Linked DNA regions of Mus musculus: all the other regions are linked to region 2. Evidence: chromatin contacts called from public Hi-C data. All regions are on one chromosome and are shown on one strand. Each heading gives the region's core, a stretch centred on a gene start, on an enhancer-like site or on the middle of the called end of the contact. The rest is flanking DNA. Distances are from core to core; before and after follow the strand shown.

Region 1 (2,894 bases), core at 395-2,894, 410 kb after region 2:
AAAAAAAAAACAAAAAAAAACCAGAAAGTTCTCCAGAAGCTCAAATACTAAATATTTTAAGTTTAGGGAGACACAACAATACATTCTTCAGTAGACCGGTAAACAAACTGCAATACAAAAACATGAAGGGAATTCATTGAAAAATAAGCATTTAAAATCCATTATAAAACTAAATGCTAAAACCTGGATCTGAGATTTGGTTGCACAGCAGGATACTCAAATAATTATCAAAGAAGAACCTTCCCATAACACTTATTTTACAAAGAAAATAATAGCTTCACAGTGAAGAAACATGGCAAAGACCACCCACATTGCTAACATCATCATCGACAATAGCAGGACACACCACCACCTTCTGACATGACGCACTGGGAACGCCACATTGATTCTGACATTCCTTCTCACATGTATCATCTGAAGCTCATCACGAGGAAACATGCAAACTAACCTGAGGGTCAGTGTAAGAGTTCTTATTCTTGAAAAGTATCTGGCACATAAACTATGAAGAAAGACCAAAACTTGCCCCAGGTGAAAGGCAAGTGAAGTGTGGCACACAAGTGGGACTTGGGATTTTGGAGCCAATTCTGCACCAGAGGGAGGAAGGGACATTTAAGGACATTATTGAGACCATGAGGAAGGCTCGAAGGGGATCTCGTTGTGTAGCAGAATTACACCAACGTTAATTTCCTAATCTTTGTGGTTATGATTATGTAAGGCTTTGTCACCAATGTTTAGAACGGGTGCAATGAAGGATTTCGATGGGAAGAATGTCTTAGTTTCTTGTCATTGTGATGAAATACTCTGATGAAATCAACGTGAGAGAAGTCAGCTGACTTAAAGCATGAACCAAACTTATAGTTTGTCTTATTTCATTGTGATAAAACACTGACCAAAACCAACTTGGGGAAGAAAGGGTTTCTTTGGCTTATATCTGATCATTGTCTGCCACTGACAGAAGCCAAGGCAGGAGCATAAGCAGACCATTCTTAGCATTATTAATAATATTCTGTTATGCACGGAGACAGGAGCCTAGCATAACTGACCTCTGACAGGCTCTACCCAGCAGTGGACTGAAACAGATGCAGATACACACAGCCCAACATTAGATGGAGGTCAAAAACACTTTCAGAAAAGATTGGGGAAGGATGGAAGGCCCTGAAGGAGATGGTAACCTCACAGGAAGACCAAGAGTCAACAAACCTCCACTCCTGGGAGCTCTCAGAAGTTTAGGCTGCCCACCAAAGGGCATACAAGGATTGGAACGAGTCCCCTGGCACATAAGTAACAGGTAGGCAGCTCAGGCTTCATGGCTACCTTGTCTGGCCTTGGTAGGAGAAGATGTGCTCAATCAAGCTGAGACTCAATGTGCCAGAGTGGGGAGAAACCTAGGGGGCTACACCCCACTCTCTCAGAGGAGAAAGGGAGGGGGCATGAGGGGAAAGGACTCTGTGAGGGAGAGACGGGGGGGGGGAGCAGCATCTGGAATGTTGAATTTATTAATTAACTATTATAAGAACAACCACAACTGACACTGAGATTACAGCAGAATGCTGCTTGCTGGTTTATCTACCATGCTTTGTTCAGCCTGATTTCCTGTAAAACTCAGGACCACCTGCTCAGAGGTGGTACTTCCTACATTGAGTTAGGCCGTCCCCTATCAGTCATTAACCAAAATATCCCCCACAGACTAGCCTATGGGCTAATCTGCTGGAAACACTTTCTCAGTTGAGGTTTCCCTTTTCACAGATGACTCGATATTCTGTCAAGTGGATTTAAAAAAAAAATTACTAGCACATAGACAGTCTGCCACAGTAGGGAGTCATAGTAGCTGGAGCCGGAGGGAGCTGGTTACATTATATCTATGATCAGAAACAGAGAACAAAGAATACAAACAGGCTTGTTTGCACTCAATCTCTTTCTCCAGGATAACGCATTTCAGCATCCCCTGACTAGGGATTAGGACCACCCACACTGAGTGGTTCTTCCCATCTCAATTAATGTAATTGACACAGTCCACCACAGACAGGCACACAGGCCAATTTAGTCTAGACAATCCTTCATTGAGATTTTCATCCCCAGAGATTCTGAATGGTATCAGGTAGAGACTTTAAACACCACAACTTTACCTCTTGTCAACTTTGCACACAAACATGTCCCTTTAAGCCATAACCTTCCACCCATGGTCCCAAAAGCCTTGTGTTTGTCTCATAACATATGTGATGGTTTGTATATTCTTGGGCCAGGGAGTGGCACCATTTTGAGGTTTGGCCTTCTTGGAATAGGTGTGACCTGGTTGGAGTAGGTGTGTCACTGTGGGTGTGGGCTTAAAATCCTCACCCCTAGCTGCCTGGAAGTCAGTCTTCCACTAGCAGCCTTTGGATGAAGAGGTAGAACTCTCATCTCTGCCTGTGCCATGCCTGCCTAGATACTGCCATGCTCCCATCTTGATGATAATGGACTGAACCTCTGAACCTGTAAATCAGCCCCAAATAAATGTTGTTTTTATAAGACTTGCCTTGGTCACGGTGTCTGTTCACAGTAGTAAAACCCTAACTAAGACAACAAATAACACAGTCCACTTTTTAAAAGTCCCCGTGGTCTTAAAACTTCCAATTTTAAAAACCTGAAGTCTCTCAACTCCCCGCCCCCCCACCCCCCACCTCAAACAAAACAAAAAAACCTGAAGTCTCTTAGCTCCGAGTGCCTATGGAAACAAAGCCATGCTTTAGACTCCCAACATATAATGGCACAGAATAAACCTTCCTGTTTCTAAAAAGAAAGGATTGGAACACAGCAAAGGGTGATCAACACATCAGCACCCACAGCTCTGTATCTAACATCTAAGGCTTGCAATGGAGTTAACTGGCCTGCACAAACTCAGGCAGCCTTACTCC
Region 2 (2,788 bases), core at 25-2,524:
CCACGGTGCTCCAGTCTTTATTAGACTTCCCTCACAGCCCAGCTACTGTTTAATAAGCCCTCTGATTGGCAGTTTAGAATGCTTTCCCTTCTCAGTGGGGCTCTGTTTTGTAGCCCTGACATTTCACTCTTGCTAAATGATTTAGCGAGAAGCGTTTATCCTGGGGAACCTGGAACCACCAGCTGGCTCTCTAAGCCAGTCCCTGCCTGAAGCACTCAGTGCAGGATAGTTAAAGAACCTTGAATCAATAGTGCATTGTTAGCCAGTCCAGTTGGTTTGGTTACTCATGACAATCACTTTTAACAATATGGCCTCTCAGGCCAAAAGTCACATTTCCAGTTTTGAAGTGAATTGAGCAACTGATGGGTACAATGAAATGGCCTTACCATCTCATGCAAGAACCCAGCTCTTTGAGGTCCGCCTTGAGAAATCTATGGGCAATTCACCCATGCTGATTCTGAAATGTGTGCGGTCCATCTTTCCCAACAGAAATCTCTTCTCGGAAAGATTTTTATGAGGATCAACTCTGAAAACATAAATACAGCTTTTGGCACATACTATGCACATTACAAATGACTGGTAAACAGATTTATTGTTATAATTAGATTTCTGAAGCTGTATTAGTTTTACACATTGCTATAACAAGTATCATACAATGATTTAAATAAACAACAGGGATATGTTTATCTCATGGAGCTAGATGTAGGATGTTCCAAACATTGGCAGAACTCTCTCTGATATCTCTACAGAAAATCCCTTCCTTGTCTTTTCTCATCTCTGGTGATGGCTGGCAAGCATTGGTGCTCTGTGACATCAAATATCCTTCCCTGAGTGTCTTTACATTGTATATATTTGTCTCTGTCTCTATACCCGAGTTTCTATTTTTGTAAGGACACTAGAAAAAATGACTTCATTTTAGCTTTATTACTTCCCTATGACTATACTCCCAAATAAGGTCATATTCTTATATAGTGAGAACTTCCATGTGTCTTTTGAGGGTGACACAACCCAACCGCACAGCGGGCAGCAAGTCACTGGCTTAAAGTTCAGAATAGACTTTAAGGTTTTGTTTTCCCAGCACTGACATCTTTGCTCACATCCCTTTTCTTTACAAGGAACAGAGTTGCAGAATATTTTGGTCTCATGTCTCAATCCCCTTTGGTTATTAGATCACTTCAGGTAATCTATACCCTCAAGCTCTTATGGTTCCCCACAGTCCACTGCTTGATGTTCTGCTAAACCCAGCTCTGGAGGGAATAAACATGTGCTGATTCCCAGTGTGTAGTAAGTGCCGTATTGAGTAATCACACAAAGCTGACTCAGGCTACTGCAGGAGCAGGAACTGTTACTGGTATTGCCCCTAAAGACAAGCTCCTCCTCCCCTTCTCCTCTTCAACCCTCCAGGATGCATCTGTGCCCAGCCTTCAATGACAGAGTGACACTGAAGAACTAGAGAAACCACAGCTGTAGAGAGCGATGCTGAAATGACCCTTGTGGTGGCTTACCTCTGCTCACCTTCCTCCCTCTGCCTAGCATCTGATGTGACACTGAATTTCACCTTGGCCTTCTTTTATACTTTCTACCACCCTTTCCTTAGAAAAATCAACCTCCAGGCATTTTGCAGCTGTTGCAGCCACTGCGCACTCCTCGGGTGAGAAACCTACAAGAAGAATTCTGTCCCCTTCTCTTTTTAACTTATCTATGTAGAAAAGGCACCTTTGCTAATAATGACTTGGGGAATGAAGCACCTTCCACTTATGACTTAGAACGTAAACATTTGTCTCTCCCAATAGTCAACAGCTACAAGACAAGAGATTGTTCTTAGTAGGGAAGCAAGTGGTTATGAGGGGTCAGGCAGTTTGGAACCCACAAGTGTACTGGACAGAGCCGCTGTGAAGTCCATGCTCACATGAGACATAGAAAAAATGTACAGGAAAGAACAGCTTCCTCTAGATAAAGTCCCCCAAACCTCATCTTCCTTTAGATGGGCTTTACTAAGGCTTACTGGTAGAAATGGTGGAGTTGGACCAGCATTGTGAACACTAGGGTTGTTATTTAGCTTATTAGAGTGTTATTTGGTTATTAGAATAATAAAGCTATTACTCTAGCACTGACAAAAAAAAATCCCCACAAAAATAAGACATTAAATTCATTTGGTCTTTCTGGCAAGAAGTCAGAGATCAGGACTGTCATGTCCTAAAAAGAGGTCTTTCACTTTTAAAGGGATAGGATTTTATTAACCAGGCTCTTTCCACTGGGTAAAAGGTACTATTGGGCAACTGCTGGAGACAAAGGATAAAATGAAACATAACATTGTCATATGGAAAAGAATCTGCATTTTACATTGTATTATAGCACTGTTCCTTTAGTAGCAGAGAAATTTTGTTTCTTTAATAAGAATGGCCACTGTTTACTTTGCCTTCAAAGGCCAAAGACATAATGTATGACTGGGAGAGAATAACTCCACAGGCCTCTTTCCTTCACAGAGTGTGGTAGCCAGGATGACACAACAGTGAACAGTGCACATCAGCTGGCCTTTGGGGGATGGGACAAGACCCCAGAACAAGGACTGAGGACAGGGTTTGTGGCTGTTTCTCTAAAGTCCCTGAACTTATGGACCGAGCCAGGAGAAAATACTAAAGCAATGCTCAGCACAATATTTTCATCGTGTCCTCCCCGCTCCACCCGGAGCCCTGCTCCTTTTGGCCTTTCCATTGAAGATCCTTACTCTGTTAAGACATAAAATCACACCTGTGTTCTCAAATGTACAATGACAACAATTGATATA
Region 3 (2,889 bases), core at 375-2,874, 300 kb after region 2:
TGCTCCCAAAACAATGTCTCTAATAAATCCCTCGGATACAAAACATATCGAAAACAACAGCTCTGGTAAAAATAGGGGTCAGACCATGTGTTCTGCTCGGCCTCATCCACGCACATCGGAGGCTTCTCGCCGAATAATCTGGAAAGTGCTGTTCAAACAATCTAAACTGGCTGAGGGGCTGTCTGGCATGGAGCACTGTCACCAGGGCCCTATTGTGGTTTGAAAGGACAGCCAGGAAAAGGGACCCAAAAGGAGCAGCTGTGTCTACATTCCCAGCTACTTGCATGAAGCATCTGCGCATGTCTCCAGCCATCTCCCAAGGAGGAGCCCTGACCTTCTGTGAGCTGGCATTACAGAGGGATTGTGGTCCAACCCTGGGCCCAGTGGGTCCTGACAACCCTGTTGTTTACCGTTCATCAGCAGGTGGCCGTTCCAGCACCCTTTGATTTCTGTGGCTCCGGAGCAGTGGGTTTAGACCTCAGATGAATAAGCAGCGGCTCCCTTGGTGTTGACTGGCAGTGGTTCCTAGTGGCCAGGGCCAGGCAAGGTTTAAGAAGGATTAGGCGTAGATTAGAAAAGGGTGGAGGTTAGAGCTAAACTTTACAATCCCATATTGTGGTCTCATAAATGCCTTGGTTTCATAAGAGGATGGCAGGTCGACACCCTTAGCCTTACTGCTCCAGATGTAAAAGCTGGGAGCCAGCTGTTCTTCTCTAGAAGGCCAGGACATGTTGCATGTGGTTCTCTTGTCAGAGTTCTGGATCCTTGGGAATGTGATGAAGGCCCTAGATACATATATATTTTTTTCCTATAGAGCTGTCACAAGTGCTTGGCACATATGAAAACTCTCAATCTCTGTCTCTGTCTCTCTGTCTCTGTCTCTCTGTCTCTGTCTCTCTCTCTCTCTCTCTCTTTCTCTTTCTTCTTATTCTCTTAGGTTCTGAACCACTCAGGCTGGTGATATTCAGAGGATCTGCAGGGCTCAGCACAGGGAGGCCACATTTGTCCCTCATGGAACTGGGATAGGTGTTCTGCCAAGGCCCCAGCAAGTAGCCAGACTCTTCAATGACCCCTGTCATGTTGAATGGACCTTGTCACCAGGCCAGGTTTCCTTGGCAGTCTGGCGACTCGCTGGGGGCCCTGGCAGGTGTTCTTGTTTATTACACAAAGTCTTGCTCCATTCCCTGGCGACAGCTTGCGGACCAAAACTATTTCATCTCCCAGGGCAAACAGGTGAGAGGAGAGAGGGAACAAAACAGAACAAAACAAAACAAGGCAGACAGCTTTTTAAGGCATCGCTTTCTAGGTTCCCTGAAAAACTGTCCCCTGCTCTGAATTAACCGAGTGTTTGTCCACAAGTGAAAGAATTTGTGTGAACCTACCCCCATGTCCCCTCCCCAATTCATTCTCTCTCTCTTTCTCTCTCTCTCATTCTCTCTCTCTCTTCGGGGCTTGTCCTGAAAAACTTAAGAGGAGGCTTATACTCTCTACACCCAAGTAATTAGTCTCATCCTGAGGGTCTTATTTAGAGAGGACCCATGACATTATAAACATGGTGTGGGAGGTGGCCTAAGGAAGACCTTTACTGCTGCGACCTTTACAGCTCCTGTCCACCTCTAACCTTTACCACACAAAATCCTGGCTCAGTACCCTTGCAAGCAGACTATTGGACCCTGAAGAGCCCAATCTGCCAATCACTTTTTGGGCAACAGCAAATAGAATGTGTTACCCCTCCTAATTCCAGTTTTCTCTCAGGTTAAAAATGGTAGTTGTTTCCTGGCCCAATACTGAGAATACAGAGCAAGCTGTACCATATTTCAAACTCCAAGTGAACTTTCAATGACTGTGGACTGCTAATAAGTAATTCCTTATCCTTTGGAACACCGCCAACCTGTGCTGCTATGGTCTGAGTGTGTGTGTCACCTCAGAATACACTACTCTAATAAGTGGCCAGCCTTTGGGAGGTGATGAGCACACAAAAGTGGAGCTCTCCTGAGTGGGATCCGAGTCCTTACAGAAGAGTCCTAGCAGGGGCTAGAGCGATGGCCCAGCAATTCAGAAGAATTGCTCCTCCTCCAAAGGACCTAGGTTCAGTTCCGAGGACCCATGCCAAGCAGCTCACAGCCACCTGAAGCTCTTGCTCAAGAGGATCTTATACTTTTTCACTGCCTGCTTGGGCAACTATTCGCCTAACACACACAAACACACACACACACACACACACACACACACACACACACTAAATGAATAATAAATCTTTAAAAAAAAAAATAAGGCCTCCGAATCCTCAGAGAGTTTTCTTGTCCCTATCCATGGTATGACTATATAGCAAGGGGGTCCAAAGAAAATCCACACACAGGTCCTCACCAGAGACAGAACGTGATGGCCACTTGACCTTGAGCTTCCCAGCCTCCAGAGTCTTATGAAATAAATAGGTGTTTTGTAAATATGCTGTTAGAGCAGGACAAAGAGCTTAAGTGCCAGAAACACACATACAGGCTCACTACCATTTATTTGCACATTTATTTACATGCCACATGCTAACTCCAAGCATGACAATTAAATATTTGTCATCATTTAAGCATTTGGATGAACACTCTAATTCTTAGCAGGAAGGCTGGGGAACACAGGATGTTCATAGAGTACTGTAGAGTAAATAAGTTTGCAAATATTTAAGCCCCTCTCTCCCCTTTATTATCACCTTTAGGCCCATGGAAAGGACGGTAGAGATTTCTGTAAAGATTTATTACAGGTACAAGATGTCCTGTGCCATTTTCCCAGTGGGATCTTTTCCATGACCTTCCCAGTGGGTACCATGACTGTCATTACCACACTTCAAATGTTAACAGAGGCTCAGAGTGGTTAGGTAAATGGCACAGGTCCACAGGG

What was found. A called contact is a pair of places that touch in the nucleus more often than the background predicts.
Region 1: a contact with region 2 is called in a Hi-C map of granulocyte-monocyte progenitors, with 4 times the contacts expected there. The contact joins two enhancer-like sites. A contact is called at or near these places in 2 of 484 Hi-C or Micro-C datasets (granulocyte-monocyte progenitors and macrophages).
Region 3: a Hi-C map of liver shows a contact between it and region 2, with 3 times the contacts expected there. The contact joins two enhancer-like sites. A contact is called at or near these places in 1 of 39 promoter capture datasets (liver), 2 of 15 datasets of contacts at CTCF or cohesin (the NIH/3T3 cell line and large pre-B cells), 6 of 484 Hi-C or Micro-C datasets (the G1E-ER4 cell line, the MNK3 cell line, liver and 1 more), 7 of 115 datasets of contacts at active chromatin or transcription factors (acute myeloid leukemia, bone marrow-derived macrophages, differentiating embryonic stem cells and 3 more) and 1 of 9 other capture datasets (embryonic stem cells).

Annotation. Positions count from the first base shown.
Region 1 is chr19:21,440,312-21,443,205 of GRCm38.p6, forward strand. The region is part of intron 1 of Gda (guanine deaminase); the gene reads right to left. Among named protein-coding and RNA genes, the nearest start is that of Gda, 31 kb to the right of the region's middle. Within about 2 kb of position 1,645, at least 42 of the 459 cell types and tissues checked have an H3K27ac peak or open chromatin away from gene starts, as enhancers often do. A contact at or near this core is called in granulocyte-monocyte progenitors and macrophages, where this site is marked.
Region 2 is chr19:21,030,832-21,033,619 of GRCm38.p6, forward strand. It overlaps a transcript of Tmc1 not described here. Among named protein-coding and RNA genes, the nearest start is that of 4930554I06Rik, 72 kb to the right of the region's middle. Within about 2 kb of position 1,275, at least 98 of the 459 cell types and tissues checked have an H3K27ac peak or open chromatin away from gene starts, as enhancers often do. A contact at or near this core is called in granulocyte-monocyte progenitors, liver and macrophages, where this site is marked.
Region 3 is chr19:21,328,852-21,331,740 of GRCm38.p6, forward strand. No RefSeq gene overlaps it. Among named protein-coding and RNA genes, the nearest start is that of Zfand5, 58 kb to the left of the region's middle. Within about 2 kb of position 1,625, at least 17 of the 459 cell types and tissues checked have an H3K27ac peak or open chromatin away from gene starts, as enhancers often do. A contact at or near this core is called in liver, where this site is marked.